2 separate regions of the Mus musculus genome follow, and region 1 is linked to region 2. A link is a contact called in public promoter capture Hi-C data. All regions are on one chromosome and are shown on one strand. Each heading gives the region's core, a stretch centred on a gene start, on an enhancer-like site or on the middle of the called end of the contact. The rest is flanking DNA. Distances are from core to core; before and after follow the strand shown.

The links. Promoter capture Hi-C pulls out the DNA fragments that hold promoters and counts their contacts.
Region 1: a contact with region 2 is called in a promoter capture Hi-C map of epiblast stem cells, with 5 times the contacts expected there. The contact joins the promoter of Rgs7 here to the enhancer-like site in region 2. A contact is called at or near these places in 10 of 39 promoter capture datasets (the 3T3-L1 cell line, HPC-7-derived erythroid cells, cranial neural crest and 5 more).

The regions. Positions count from the first base shown.
Region 1 is chr1:175,490,572-175,497,126 of GRCm38.p6, reverse strand. Rgs7 (regulator of G protein signaling 7) reads left to right here and starts at 4,582. Exons shown (of 18, transcript NM_001347195.1): 1 at 4,582-4,866; 2 at 5,951-6,074. The coding sequence starts at 5,997.
Region 2 is chr1:174,604,059-174,611,066 of GRCm38.p6, reverse strand. It overlaps Fmn2 (formin 2), which reads right to left. Exons shown (of 18, transcript NM_019445.2): 5 at 1,115-2,685. Among named protein-coding and RNA genes, the nearest start is that of Fmn2, 110 kb to the right of the region's middle. Within about 2 kb of position 1,941, at least 3 of the 459 cell types and tissues checked have an H3K27ac peak or open chromatin away from gene starts, as enhancers often do. A contact at or near this core is called in epiblast stem cells, where this site is marked.

The DNA of each region.
Region 1 (6,555 bases), core at 3,333-5,832, 880 kb before region 2:
GGTGAAGCCTGTGAGAGGCAGGGCACACTGAGAAAGAGGTCTGTGGCACTGAGGGAATGACCTCAGAAGGAGCCAGGGCCTTCCCTCTTGGATTTGTTTCACCTCTGAGACCCAAGGGGCTCTGTGGGCTTCATCCTCTCTCTATGATGTATTCCTCCACTATAGGCCTAAAAGCAAAAGGATCAACTGATTCTAGACTTGGACCTCTGAAGTCAGGAGCACATTCCGGCCTTTTCTTTATCCAAGCTGATACACTTAGACATGTGACATTTGTTATAGTGATGGAAGACTGACAAATGCACCTCAGATTAGAGACTTTTGTTTTTCACAGAAGGCCCAGAATATGAACTGTATTTTATAGTTGAAAGAACTGAAGATGAAGCTGGTCAGGCTGTTTCCTTGCTGTTCCTATATTTTAAGCAGAGGAGTCGAAGGCAAAGCCTTTGGGAGCATCCCCTTAGGGCTGTGTTACTAATTCTCAATACTTACCGAGTTGTATCCTGAACATCGCTCAGAGTCTCATTCGTAGCATGTGCTCAAGTATGGTGCATTAACAGAAAGTGGCCAGCATTTGAAAACTGGGTAATTTTGGAATTACTTTAAGTTAGAAATTTAAACATCTCAGCAGGAAAGAGAAAGGAGCAGACACTCAATAAGGACAAATTTCGGTTTTAATTTCTCTTTTGTCTGAGGCTGGTGTGGATAATTAGCAGGAAAATGGCCTCAGAGTGACCAAAGGGACTGCGGGAGTGGGGAAGCATTCCACAATGAGTTTATTGTGCTAGAAATAATAGTAAGATGATTGCAGAGGAGGTATTTCTTAGAGATCTAAAGCCCTGCGTCTTCTCTCCCTTATATCGCTTTTAAATCAATTATCCTGTAAACCATCAATGGACTGCTGAGAACAGCAGCCCCTTTCACAGGCTTCTCCACTTTCTGCTTGTCCTGTCTCACTGTTTTTACATAGCAAATAGCCTCATCTTAATAATGAGTTCTCTTCTCAAAAATCAAAATGCTCTCTCAATGTTACCATTTAATTAGCTCTCCCTGTGACATGGGTGTGTGATGGGAAGGGCCTCTGTTCTTCCCCATGATGACACAGAGGAAGCCGGTTTGAAGGGCAGGTCAGCTTTCTCTAAGATGGGGCTTGAAGCTACTTAGCTCAGTTCAGTATTGTTGACTGCTGTTTTTCCCGTCTGTAAGCTGTGCTCATGGTCTCTTGCCCCACTGTCGAGGTCATAAGTAACTAGAGGTCTACTCCCAGTCAGACAGATATTCCATGTCTGAGGCTGGAGGAGTGAACAGGAGAGGAAATGCTGGTGGCATCATTGGTCTTAAACTTTTCAAAAGGGAGAAATACCAGCATCCTCTGTAAGCAAGCTGCAGTCATGTCACAAGAAACAGATTCAACCAGTGTAAGAAAGGAAAGGATCATGGGAGGATGCGTTATTTTAATTAGGGTTAACACAATAAGGCTCACTGGGAGGGTATCTTCTGAGATAAGAATGGAAGATGACACCAACATTTGAGGGCAGAACATTCCAGATAGGAGGGATAGCCAGTGCAAATGTCCTGTGGCACCAGAATATGGACTTTATCCACTTATAAATGCATCATGAAACAAGGAGACCCCATGACTGGAGCAGAGTGGCCCAGTGGACTGGCTAGCTTTGGCCAACTAACATCAACTAGATTAATTTTAACTGAGGAATTGCCTACATCAGCTTGGCCTATGGCCACCTCTTTGAGGCATTTTTGTAGGAGGACTAAGCCCACTGAGGGTGGTGCCATCCTTTGACTGTATAGGAAAAGTAGGTAAGCAAGCCAGCAGAGGTCAGTCATTTAGCTGAGCTCCTCCAAGGTCCCTGTTTCAGTTCTTGCCTCTGGGTTCCTGACTCGAGTTTCTACCTTGACTTTCTTTGATGATGGACTGTACACCAAATATTCCGTTTCCTTCCCCAAATCGGTCTTGCTTACCATTTTATCACAGCAATAAAAAGGAAAACGAGGACACCAGATTAGCATATGAAATTCAGAATGGTAACCGCATATTCATCTAACCCTACCTGCTGCTGGTGTCTCAAGGACACCCTTTAGTTTGACTGGCTTACATCCTTTGGGAGGTGCTGGATAGAGAAATCACATAGCAGTTACATTTGAAATGAACACTCTGGCTGCTCTGCATGGAACCTGTTGATTGGGTTGATGGAAGGTATGGGAGGGGGGCATCTGTTTTTCTCCCCAAACTTGATTGCACACTCCCTGAAGATCAAAGCTACCTACTGGATTTGTTCAAATTCTTTGTAGAAGAATAGGAATCTTCCATTCACAGTAAATAAATAAAAATAAATAAATACTTTCAGAATAAAAATGGGTTCCTGCATCGGTGGGTAATAACTTAGGATGCCTAAGCTTCCAATTATTTATAAAAATAGATGTTCATAAAAATAGGTACTGTTTCTATTATTTCAAAAATATTGATACAATTGAACTTCCTTCCCTAGGTGAAACCATTGAAGTTAGATTTATTTCTCTTGGTGGAACTATTAAAGTTTGACGTTTAAAATGAAACAAAACAAACAAACAAACAAAAAACCCCCTTTTAAATGTCCTTTGGGGGGTTGATGAGGTTATAGGTAGGTCTTTTGCCTAGTGCTCAGAAGGTCCCATCTGGCATATAAAATGCATATAGTACCACATTTAAGAATTTCATTTGTTTAACAAAAATATTACAGTACATAAATGGATGGTAGAGAAAATAGTAAGACTAATTTGAATAATGACAGTTGAGAATCATGAGAACGTTAAAATATAAGATACAGATGGATTTGGTGGTATCTAGGCTATTTCTTCTAGTCTAGATCTGAATAATGCGAGTCCCTGGAAATTGTAAGGTGATAAATATAATATTGCATACTGATAGAGTTATGAGTTGTCTCCTGAATTGAATCTTCCTCCTTAGTTCTTTCCTGGCAACTGTAACTATCCTTACAGGCTCCTTCAGGCCATTTCATTTAGGGCAAAGTGGTGAGCACACCCAGTGACTTTTTCCATATCTATCTATATCTAAAAGCACATGAGTATCCAGACAGTAGAGAGAGCAAGGGGAAAGGAAGGAAGGGAGGCAGGGGGCTGAAGAGAGAGCAGCCGGTTTCAGCTAGAGTAAGACCACCAAGAAACTATTAGGAGAGAATGGAAACAAAGAGAATTTCCCTAACAGTGGAAAGATTTGGGGAAATTGATGGAAAGTAGGGAGAGAAGTCAGACATGGCTGTGGGTAACCTGGCCTGGGAACGTGATCCTGTAGTATTTAGAACATGGGTACGGATAGATAAATGCTACTTTGAATGACACCTGAAAGAGCCTGGGTGAGGCTGGAAACGTGACTGGTACCCACAGATATTTGGATAGCAGTTATATTAAGGTTTACCCTGCTTGGAGAAGCAGCCACAGATGGCACTGGATAGCCAATTCTGGTGCCACCGGTTTGTAATCCCAGCTGTTTGGAAGGCTGAGGCAGGAGAATGTTGAATTTAAGGTCTGTTTGGGCTAAACTGAGTTTAAGACCAGCCTGGTTGGACGCTGTCTCAAAAGTGAAAAACAAACAAACAAACAAACAAACAAACGAAGGTGCTGGTAGAGAGGGTTGTGAATGGGATGCAGCTCATTGGCAGGGGCCTTAGGTTTAGTCCGCCTACACACACAAATCACACTGGCTAAATCGTCTTTATCCTCAGTCCTATAGAGGAAGCCTTCTCAGATGTTCAGATTCCCACAACTTCCTAATGTCCCAGAAAGCTGGGTACATTTCACGAGGACAAAAACTTTTTTCTTTAATGTCTTCCCAGTCCTTGAAAAATTAGTGCCGGAAACCTGAAGAATTTCTGGGGTTCGGGGTATCAGCAACCCCAGACCCTTTGTGATTCTGTGAACCCCAGTAGAGGACAAGGACTAAAGACAAGTTTCTCTGAGCCCAGTAGGTTAGACCAGCCAGACATCAGCCATGGGCCTTCAATGTCACAGGTGGTGAGATTGTTCGCTTTTGGTAGAGGCCTCCAAATTCCTTCCCGGTATTTCCAACTTAATAGGAGGCAGTGAAAGTCATGGGCAAACAGGCTGGAGTGAGGAAGGGGGCCTGCCAATGAGTCATTTGGTCCTGGCCATTGCTTTCACTTCTGGGATATTCCAGCATCTCTCTGGGCTGTTACTTAAGCATAAGGATTATCAATCATTTGCTTCCCTAGTTCTGCCAGCAGGGTCGCCAGGAGCGCGATGCAGACCTGCCAGCCGCAGGGGGCCTTATCCATTCATCCATTTACCCACTCACCCACCCTTTCACCCACCTACCCATCCACCCACCCTCCGCCAAGCCCTTCCTCCTGCTTAGCTCAGTTTGGCTCTCCAGGCCTGCGGCGGCGCGTGGGCTTGCCAGCGCGGGGGACAGGGCCTGTGCTCCCGAGGGGTTGCGGGGTCGGGAGGCCGGGGACACCCAGGGGTGTGGCGGCGGCGAAGCCGAGCCCGTCCGAGCCGGCACCTTCGGGCGTCCCTGTCCCACGTGACTGTCGCCTCCTCCCTCCTCCCAGTCGCGCGCGCACGGGCCAGGCGTCTCGACTCCCGCGCGCGCTCGACTGGTCCCAGTCCCCGGGAGGAGAAGCGGAGGAGGGAACGAGCGAGGCGGCCCGGGGGAGCGGGCGCGAGCGGCGGCTGCCGGGGCCGCCTGTGCACCGCGGCGAGGGTGGCGGTGGCCTGAGCAGCGCGAGTGTGATGAGGCTGCCCTGCCTCGCAGCTCCGCTCGCAGCCAGCTGACAGCGCCTGCCCTCAGCACACCCGGAGGGGAGCCGCGGGGCCGTGACCTTGGCCGAGGAGGTAACCGGAGGGAGCGGAAGGGGAGGAGGCGGCGCCACCTGGAGTCCCCGGGACCCCTGGTCCCGCACCCGGTCCTCGCCCTGCGACGACGGGAGTCACGGTCCCCAATGAGTGGCGCGCCCGGCCGGCCGGGCTGGGGCGCTGCGCACGCCGCGGTCCACGGTGCTGAAACTGCTGCCCGGTGTGGCCAGTGCCTGGATGAGGGGCAAGGCTGCCTGCCATTTGCTGCCTCCGAGAGCAAGGGCCGAGCAGGATGAGCTGGGACCCAGATTTCTCTGCTCTTCTGGCTGATTGTTCCAGGCTTGTGCAGTTAGCTTGCTCTCGGAGGTGAGCCAGGTGATTGCTCAAGGCTTGACTTCCCATCAGCCTTGGGTTGCTTGGACCTAATTTGGAAGCTTTCTTCCAAAGATTAGTCAGGATCAGGTCCAGACTTAGCGCACCGAGGTGGGAGCACAGAGGAGCCATGGGCTGGCAGTGAAAGCAGGTGAAAGTGGAAAAGCCTATGTATGCCCAGGCTGTGTGGGGAGCCCAAGAAATGGAGAACAAACATGTGCCTGAAAAGAACACTTGTGGGGAAGGGGCCTCTGTCGCGCCTGCCATGGGAAACTAGCTGGCTACTAGGAGAAAGTGGGCTGCAGCGGGTGTTGGCTTTCTGCCCTTTGGGGAGAACCGCATCAAGTGGAGCAGCAAGTATCCAGGGAGAACAGTGGGTATTAGGGAAGTGCCAACCATGGGGTTTTTAAGTAAGTACCTAATACTTTTAAAAAGAGAGTATTCACAAAATGAAGTCCACAAAAACCTTAGCTAGCTGACTATTTCGAACTGGAAGGTTGTCTGTTGAGATTTCCTGGGGCTACTACAGATGTAAACTTCTGCCTTTGTATTTCTTTAAAAAAGAAAAACTCCATGTCTGGTGTTCTCCTCATCCCAGAAATGAAAGAATTCTTCCCGTGGTTTGGGTACTGTGAACATGAAGGTGTGTGTGTGTGTGTGTGTGTGTGTGTGTGTGTGTGTGTGTGTTGGCGGATGTCTGTTCCCCCCAGGACTACCAGGCTCTCACTAGAGGCTCTCTAATTCTTTGCAGGGCAGATTGATCATCCTTGTATCTGAGCTACCAAGTTCTGGGTGAAATGGCTCAGGGAAATAATTATGGACAGACCAGCAACGGGGTGGCGGACGAATCACCCAACATGCTGGTGTACAGAAAGGTAAGAATTCTTCACTTCCCTAGGAAACGGGAAACTTCAGCTTGATTTCTTTTTCTTTCTTTCTTTCTTTCTTTCTTTCTTTCTTTCTTTCTTTCTTTCTTTCTTTCTTTCTTTCTTTCTTCCTTCCTTCCTTCCTTCCTTCCTTTCTTTCTCTTTCTTTCTTTCTTTCTTTCTTTCTTTCTTTCTTTCTTTCTTTCTTCCTTCCTTCCTTCCTTTCCCTTCCTTCCTTCCTTCCTTCCTTCCTTCCTTCCTTCCTTCCTTCCTCCCTCCCTCCCTCCCTTCCTTTCCTTCCTTCCTCTTTCCTTTATTCCTTCCCCTTTCCTTTATTCCTTCCTTTTGTCCTTCCTTCCTTCCTTCTTTCCTTCCTTCCTTCCTTTTTCTTCTTTCTTTTGCCTGAATCAGAGTATTTATCAACTTTGTGAACTCCCAGAGCATCAATGGTTAAGTACTGCACTAAAAGATGATCAGATGCTCCTAAGTG
Region 2 (7,008 bases), core at 692-3,191:
AACTCCCCTCTTCATGCCCTAAATAAACTCTATTCTATGCTACACGGTCGTGTAGCTGATCCCTCAGGGGGAAGGGATGTCTTGGCATCAGCGCACAGAGACATCTCCTTCCGCCACACCTCACCACACCCCGGCAGAACTATCTTGATGTTCCTTTATCTTTTTATGATCGCAACAATATCCTCTCCTGAAAAGGTTTAGTGAAGAGGAAAATCAATACAAAAATTGCAATGGAACCTTGTTCCTAAATGTGTACCCCTTCGTTCAAATACATCAAGGAATTATAATAAAATAGAATTTTAAAAGCCAGTGGCATCCAAAGCAGGTGCCTTTCGCACCTTTCTCCCTGGATTTAATGACCAAGCTTCCCAGCACAGTCTCAGAGACCGGGGATTAGATTGCATGTGGACAAACCTGAACACCCTGGGTGAAAAGGTCTTACTTCACAATGGCCATTCCCAACCATGATGGTGTGACTTGGCCTTGTCCCCCAGAAGTCCCAGGGCACTCTCAAAGGTAAGTTACTTAATACACATAAATTACATATAGTTTCAGGTGGTGTGTTTCTCAAGAAAGACTTTTTATGAACAAGACAGAATCCTAATGCGAGTTCATCCCATAGAGTCAGTTTGCCTATGTTTTCTGTTTACATTCTTGCAATTGGTTGATAATAATTTATTAGCAAAAGCAAAGAGTGTACGCTATTTATGGCACAAACATGCCTGCTTCTCTGCCCTGGGTGCTTTTACAGGCAAGCCTTGCTTCAGATGGTTTGAGCATATGGGGCAGTCAAGACCTGCAACTACAGGCAAAAGCATGTATGCTAAGAAAAATAGACCCCTCTATCCTTAAAACAACAAAAAAATAAACCAGTATAATAGATATAATTTAATCTCAGACAGAGATGTAAAAATGCCATTTTTTTTCTACCTTTGATACTGTAGGAGAAAAGTCTGCAAAGGTTAAATAATTGCTCCAGGAAACACTGATGTTAAAATCTTACATGTTTTATAGTTGTATATATAATTCATTTAATTATACTTTCCCATGAAGTTCTACAGTAAGTGTCCCCTGGTGGAAAGAAACCAAAGGTCCAAGCTTGCTTTTGGGTTACCTTTTACTATGGAGTTGAATTCTTGTCCAATAGAGAGGCTTCATTGGCCGGCAAGGCTCGATCAGCTGCTTCCTAGCCACTCTGTCCTGATTCATCCCTAATCCAAACAAGCCAGTGGGCAATGGAGGAAAAAGAAATCCACACCCTTGAGGTGCTGCTGGTAAAGTGCTACTCCCAACTTGTGAGGAGTGTGGAGGACCTGAGCCAGGCAACAGTGGGGGTGGGGGGATGCCTGCCCCAGGGGGAGGTGGGGCGGGAGGTGGAACCCCCATACCTGGTAGAGGAGGTGGTGGAGGAATAGCAACTCCAGGTAGAGCAGGAGGAGGGGGTATGCCTGATCCAGGTAAAGGAGGGGGAGGGGGTATTCCCACTCCTGGAAGTGGAGGGGGTGGGGGTATTCCCACTCCAGGAAGAGGAGGAGGAGGGGGTATGCCCACTCCAGGAAGAGGAGGAGGAGGGGGTATTCCCACTCCAGGTAAAGGAGGGGGAGGAGGTATTCCCACTCCAGGAAGAGGAGGAGGAGGGGGTATTCCCACTCCAGGAAGAGGAGGAGGAGGGGGTATGCCCACTCCAGGAAGAGGAGGAGGAGGGGGTATGCCCACTCCAGGTAGAGGAGGGGGAGGAGGTATTCCCATTCCAGGGAGAGGAGGTAGGGGAGATATTCCCATTCCAGGGAGAGGAGGTGGGGGAGGTATTCCCATTCCAGGGAGAGGAGGTGGGGGAGGTATTCCCATTCCAGGGAGAGGAGGGGCAGGGGGAGGAGGGGGTACTCCTAGCCCAGGAAGAGGAGGAGGTTGGGGAGGGGCTGGCAGCATTTCTGGTCCCTGTAGATTGCTAAATTGTAGGGCTGGGGCTGTAGGACTGGGCAGAGCAGGCACTGTTATGTCAGAGAGACAGGGAGGTGGGGGAATTGCCATGCCCAGGCCAGGCATGAAACTGGAGGACTCTGTACAAGGCAGAGGTGGTGCGGGTGGGACATTACAGTTGTTTCCAAAGGAGGAGGAAACAGAATGTTCATGGCTGGTTTCTGACTCAGTATGCAGAGAAGGTTGGGAGGGCTGTCCCTGACTATCAGACCCAAGGAGAGGAGGAGGTGGTGGTAGTTGTGATGCACTCTGTATCTGTTGGGCATCCAGCTGTACTGATATTCTCCTTGGAGACACAATCAGAGAAATCTCTGAACAGAATTTTGTCTGAGGTCCAGAGGGTGAGGTTAGAAGGGCTGACTCTCCACTTGCAGCTGCAGGGGACCCCAGAAGACCCTCTGGTGGTGCCTTTGGAGGTGGCAATGTCAGGATTCTACCTTCTTCTGTTGGGGAAGTCTGTATTGATTTTGCCTCAAGAGTCCTTGGAGGCTGTGCAACCTTCCCATGCAATACAAGAGCATCTAGACTGACGTCTGCAGAGGCTGTCAATCCATTCTCAAGTCCTGAGAGGCCTCTGGGTCCCTCCAAGTCCAGGGCTGGATATTGCTTCTCTAGCTCAGCTATTTTTGTGCGTAGATCCTCGATGGTCTGTTCCAGTTGCTGAATTACAGTTGCCTGTCCTTCAGACTTCACATCGAAAACTTCCTAAGAGACAAGGGCAGCCACAATTAGTAAGACAGTGGAAAAATACAAATATCTAAAGAGGAATGGGAAAATTACACAAAGTCACACTGGGACTGCCTCCAGAAATATCCTGCCACAGAAAGATTTTACGGTAATTTCAGGGTGTACCCCCTTTTCTACCCTTGGATTTTAAAGTGGTTCAGACATACTCCCATTGGCTCCTAAAATCTTTGTCTGTCTCACCTTTATACAATGCCACCGAGGATGGGTGACACTGAAGGTTAGTTTTAAATGTCAACTTATCACAACCTAGAATCACCTGGGAAAAGAGTGATAAAGAGGAAGTACCTAAATCAAGTCAGCCGGTGGACAAGTCTATGTGTGGTTGCCTTGGTTACTTTCATGGATGTGGGATGAAGTACCCACCCTGATAGGGCCCTGAACTGTAGATAAGTAAAGAAAGCTAGCAGAGAAGAGAGAAATGAATGGATGTTCTGCTCCAAACTGGGGGTGCATCCTGACTCGCTGCTTCAGGTTTCTGCCTTGAGTTCTCTTGGATAATGGACTGTAACCCAAAATTACAAGGCATATGTTATTTCTCCCTGATGATTTGGTCTTGGTAAGTGTGTTCTATCTCAATAACAAAAATAAAACTAGAATAGTTCCAATGACTCGATTGTGGTAAGAGTATTTTATCACAATAACAGAAATAAAATTAGAATAGTACCCCTGAACAGGGAAGAATATTCTACAAGATAAATCTTTGCCTTCCTGACTATGCTATTGCTATTGATTATGCTATTGATGCTATTAGGGCATTCTCCCAAAGGCTCTGGAAGTTACCTTTGAATATTAAAGGCAATCACTAGCTTTTAGAAGTGGTAAGAGTCTCCAATAAGAATAAGTGATAGGTTATTGACACACAAAACAATGGGCATATATATTATGAATGTATATCATAATCTTATTATCACATTTTCTACAATTTTAATATTTTACTCAAAGCATTTCAAAAAGTGTTCACTGATGGTTCTCCAAAAGTTATAGAGATAGACATTTTGAATGGGCAAATGTTAAGCATACATATGATTTATATAAACTTAGGCACACATGTAAATCCTTACTTCATTATTTTCAACAATATCTACACAAAAGGCCATAATATTAATATATACAAGTGGTGTAATATATTTTCTATGTAGTCCATGGTAAAAGATATCCTTATTTTATTTACCCTATTTTATTCCCAATTTGACCATTGTACGAATTTCCATGCTATAGTTAGAATGTTATCAAACAAAAGTAACATAACCAAAATGAGAAACTCTAACACTGAAACTCGCCTAAACAAGTCCTTGACCATTCAGCTTTTTTTTCTTCACACCACATTACTCAAATGTGTAGTATCCTCATTTTCCTTGTATGCTGGTAAATGTGGCTTCTAAATATTAATCAGAGTTCTTATCCATTTCCACTAGTGGTTATAAAAAGGTTCCTTGAAGACCCAGTGAGATGGCTTAGCAAGTAAAAGCACTTATTAGCTAGTCCAACAACCTGCATTTGATCCCCAGAACCCACATGCTAGGAGGAGGGAGCCTACTGATGTCAGTTGCTTTCTTCCTTCCACGAGCACACTGTGACATTCATGTGCCTTCACACACACAAAATAAACAAATGAGAAAGTAAAAGTGTAAGTTTATTGATGAGTGAAATGCAGTAAAAAAAAAAAAATTACAGAAGAGACTTCCCAAACCCAATACTTAAATGCTATTAATTAAGCTATCCATTTTTATCATCAATTTAAATATAGTAAAACTAGAATAAAATCACTGGTCATCTGGAAAAATAAAGTGAAAGAAGAAAATGATTTTGTTATAATGGCTACACACTGTAACAGCTATTATAGTCCTAACAAAGATTTATGGCCACATATTCATAGACCATTACTCAAACATACTCAAAGCTAGTGACAGTAGGAATTATAGTAGCAGCAACAGGGAATATTTTAAAATTTGTAATTATATAGCCAGTCAGTAAGAGGTTAAAAAAAAGTCATATTTCACAAGGTAACTGGTAGCAGGCAAAGTCTTCTGGAGGGGTTCACTTTGACATGGCGGCAGCCATGTTGGGTTATGATATCCTGATTATTCTTATGTAAGCCTCATCAGCCTTCCCTTAGAGTTTCCCAACACACTATAAGAGACAAGACTATTGGAGTGGTATGTGGAGCTTTATGACTGGGCTTTAATGCTAGGAATGTCCCTGGCATTAATATTAGTGTGAAATAAGCCAGTTGTACGCTTGCTCGGATAAAGCCACATCTGACTTCACCAGTATACACAACTTTACTTCTGACTCTAATCAAGGGGATTCGTTGTTTCTGCTGCTTCCAAGGACCTCAGTTCTGTGACTAAGTATCTAATAAATTGTGATCCTCAAGCTGTCTGCCTCCTTCAGAGCCACAGCATCTTGGAACCAGTTCTCACACACTGGGGCTGAACTGCTTAGAACAATCTCTTGAGTGGAGTCCGCTCTAGATACTGTTGCAATTATTGGCCTGCCCAACTAAATGCTCCCTTCTTCTGTTTGTAGAAATAGGAAGAAAATGACACTTAAAGATTCCCTTGCAGCTAGGTTTAACCTGCTGGATGATGTCACAGAGAGGTTTAGAGTAGAAAACACTAAGAGCCATGCTGAGTGTGAGTGACAGTGGGGGTTTGAATACTTAAAGCTTCTTTGGAACAAATATAAAACTTGGACTCTAATTTGTGACTGTCACCTCAAAAGTTTCAAATTTCTGGGTTGATTAAGATTCAAAAGCTGAAATTTTCAGCTTAGAGGAACATCCTTCAAACTTTCCAACTTATCCACTAAAACATTTCACCAAGCACCAAGCCAGTGTGTTCAACTCGTTTAGTATCAAAGCCTAATTGGTAGAAATGATACCAATTTTTCAGATGAAGTTGTGTGGGAGAAATGAATTGTGTTCTTTTCCAAAAGAGTAAAATTTAAAAGCTAAACGACCACATCAATTACTTATTTGGGGCTAAGTCTTTGTCTCAGTAGTAGTTTATTTGCCAAGTATGCATAAAGTCGTAAATATGAACCATGTAATGAATGGAAGGAGAGAAGAAAAACAAGTTTTATCGTAGGGAAAGCTAGAATGTTATAATTAAAATTGTGTTTAGTAAAAACATTTGGGTAAATGCATGATCCTATGATACAGGATTCAAATGATCCATCTTCCCTTTTTCTGATGTTGAGAAACACTCCAGCTGAGAGATTAGCAATTTCCCCTCACATTGCATTTGCATTGTGTGGCTTAAAACAGCATAAAATCAATGATAAACTAAACCTGCTAAATGTTGCATTACAAGTACAGTTTAGAGAACGGGGGATAGTGAGTGGTGCTTTGTGAGGAAGGGGAAGAACTTAGGACTGAGCTGAACACTTTAAGTATTAAGTTCACTCATTTACTTTGTTTTATGGCACTAGATACAGAAGCAAGGGCCTCATGCACGCTGGACCATTAGCACTTGCTATACTGATTTGTCTTTCATTTTGAGGCCGTTTCCACTACGTTTTCCAGGCTGACTTTGACTTTTCTCTGCAGTCCAGACAGCCTTTGAGCTTGTAATCTCCCTGCATCAGCCTTTGAGTAGCTGAGATTATATGGTTGTAACACTAGGCCTATCTATATATATTCAGTGGAAACATGTATTTTTATGTATTTCATTCATATTTTAAAAATAGAGATAAGTAACACACTTAAATAATTAAAAAGTTGGAAAAATAAGGAACTGATAATATAGAAGTATACATATTCTTTAAGGTTCAAAGATTTTTTTCAAGTGTATGGCACAGTAAGAAGTAGGGTTAAGAAATGGTAGAGGAAATAGTGATACAGCCAAGTTCCAGTAATAAATCTATAATAAGCACCATAACTAGTTATGTGGCACCTGGAAGGAGCAGAGTTAAGGAATTCTTGAAGATATTAATAATCATACTAGAAAGACAAGAGATAAAGTTCTTTTACAGAACTTTTCTTACAGGGAAGTTTAAAGACAAAGAAAAACGATGAAAAGATTAGATGAGAGAAATTTTCCGACTTTTTATATTATTTTCACTTCAGAGGAAAAAGAAAATACAATTTTCCAGAATTTGCATTCCCTTTTTGACCATGTTTAACTCATTCCATGAAATTTTGGAAGTTACAATCTTTTTTTTTTTTCCCATCTTGGAAGCAGAGTAATTAAGCTTTTCTCAAGCCAAAATCTAAGATTTTCAGTTCTCAACTCATCTAAGAGTCATCAAAGAATCTTATCTGTCCTCCCTTATCCAGGG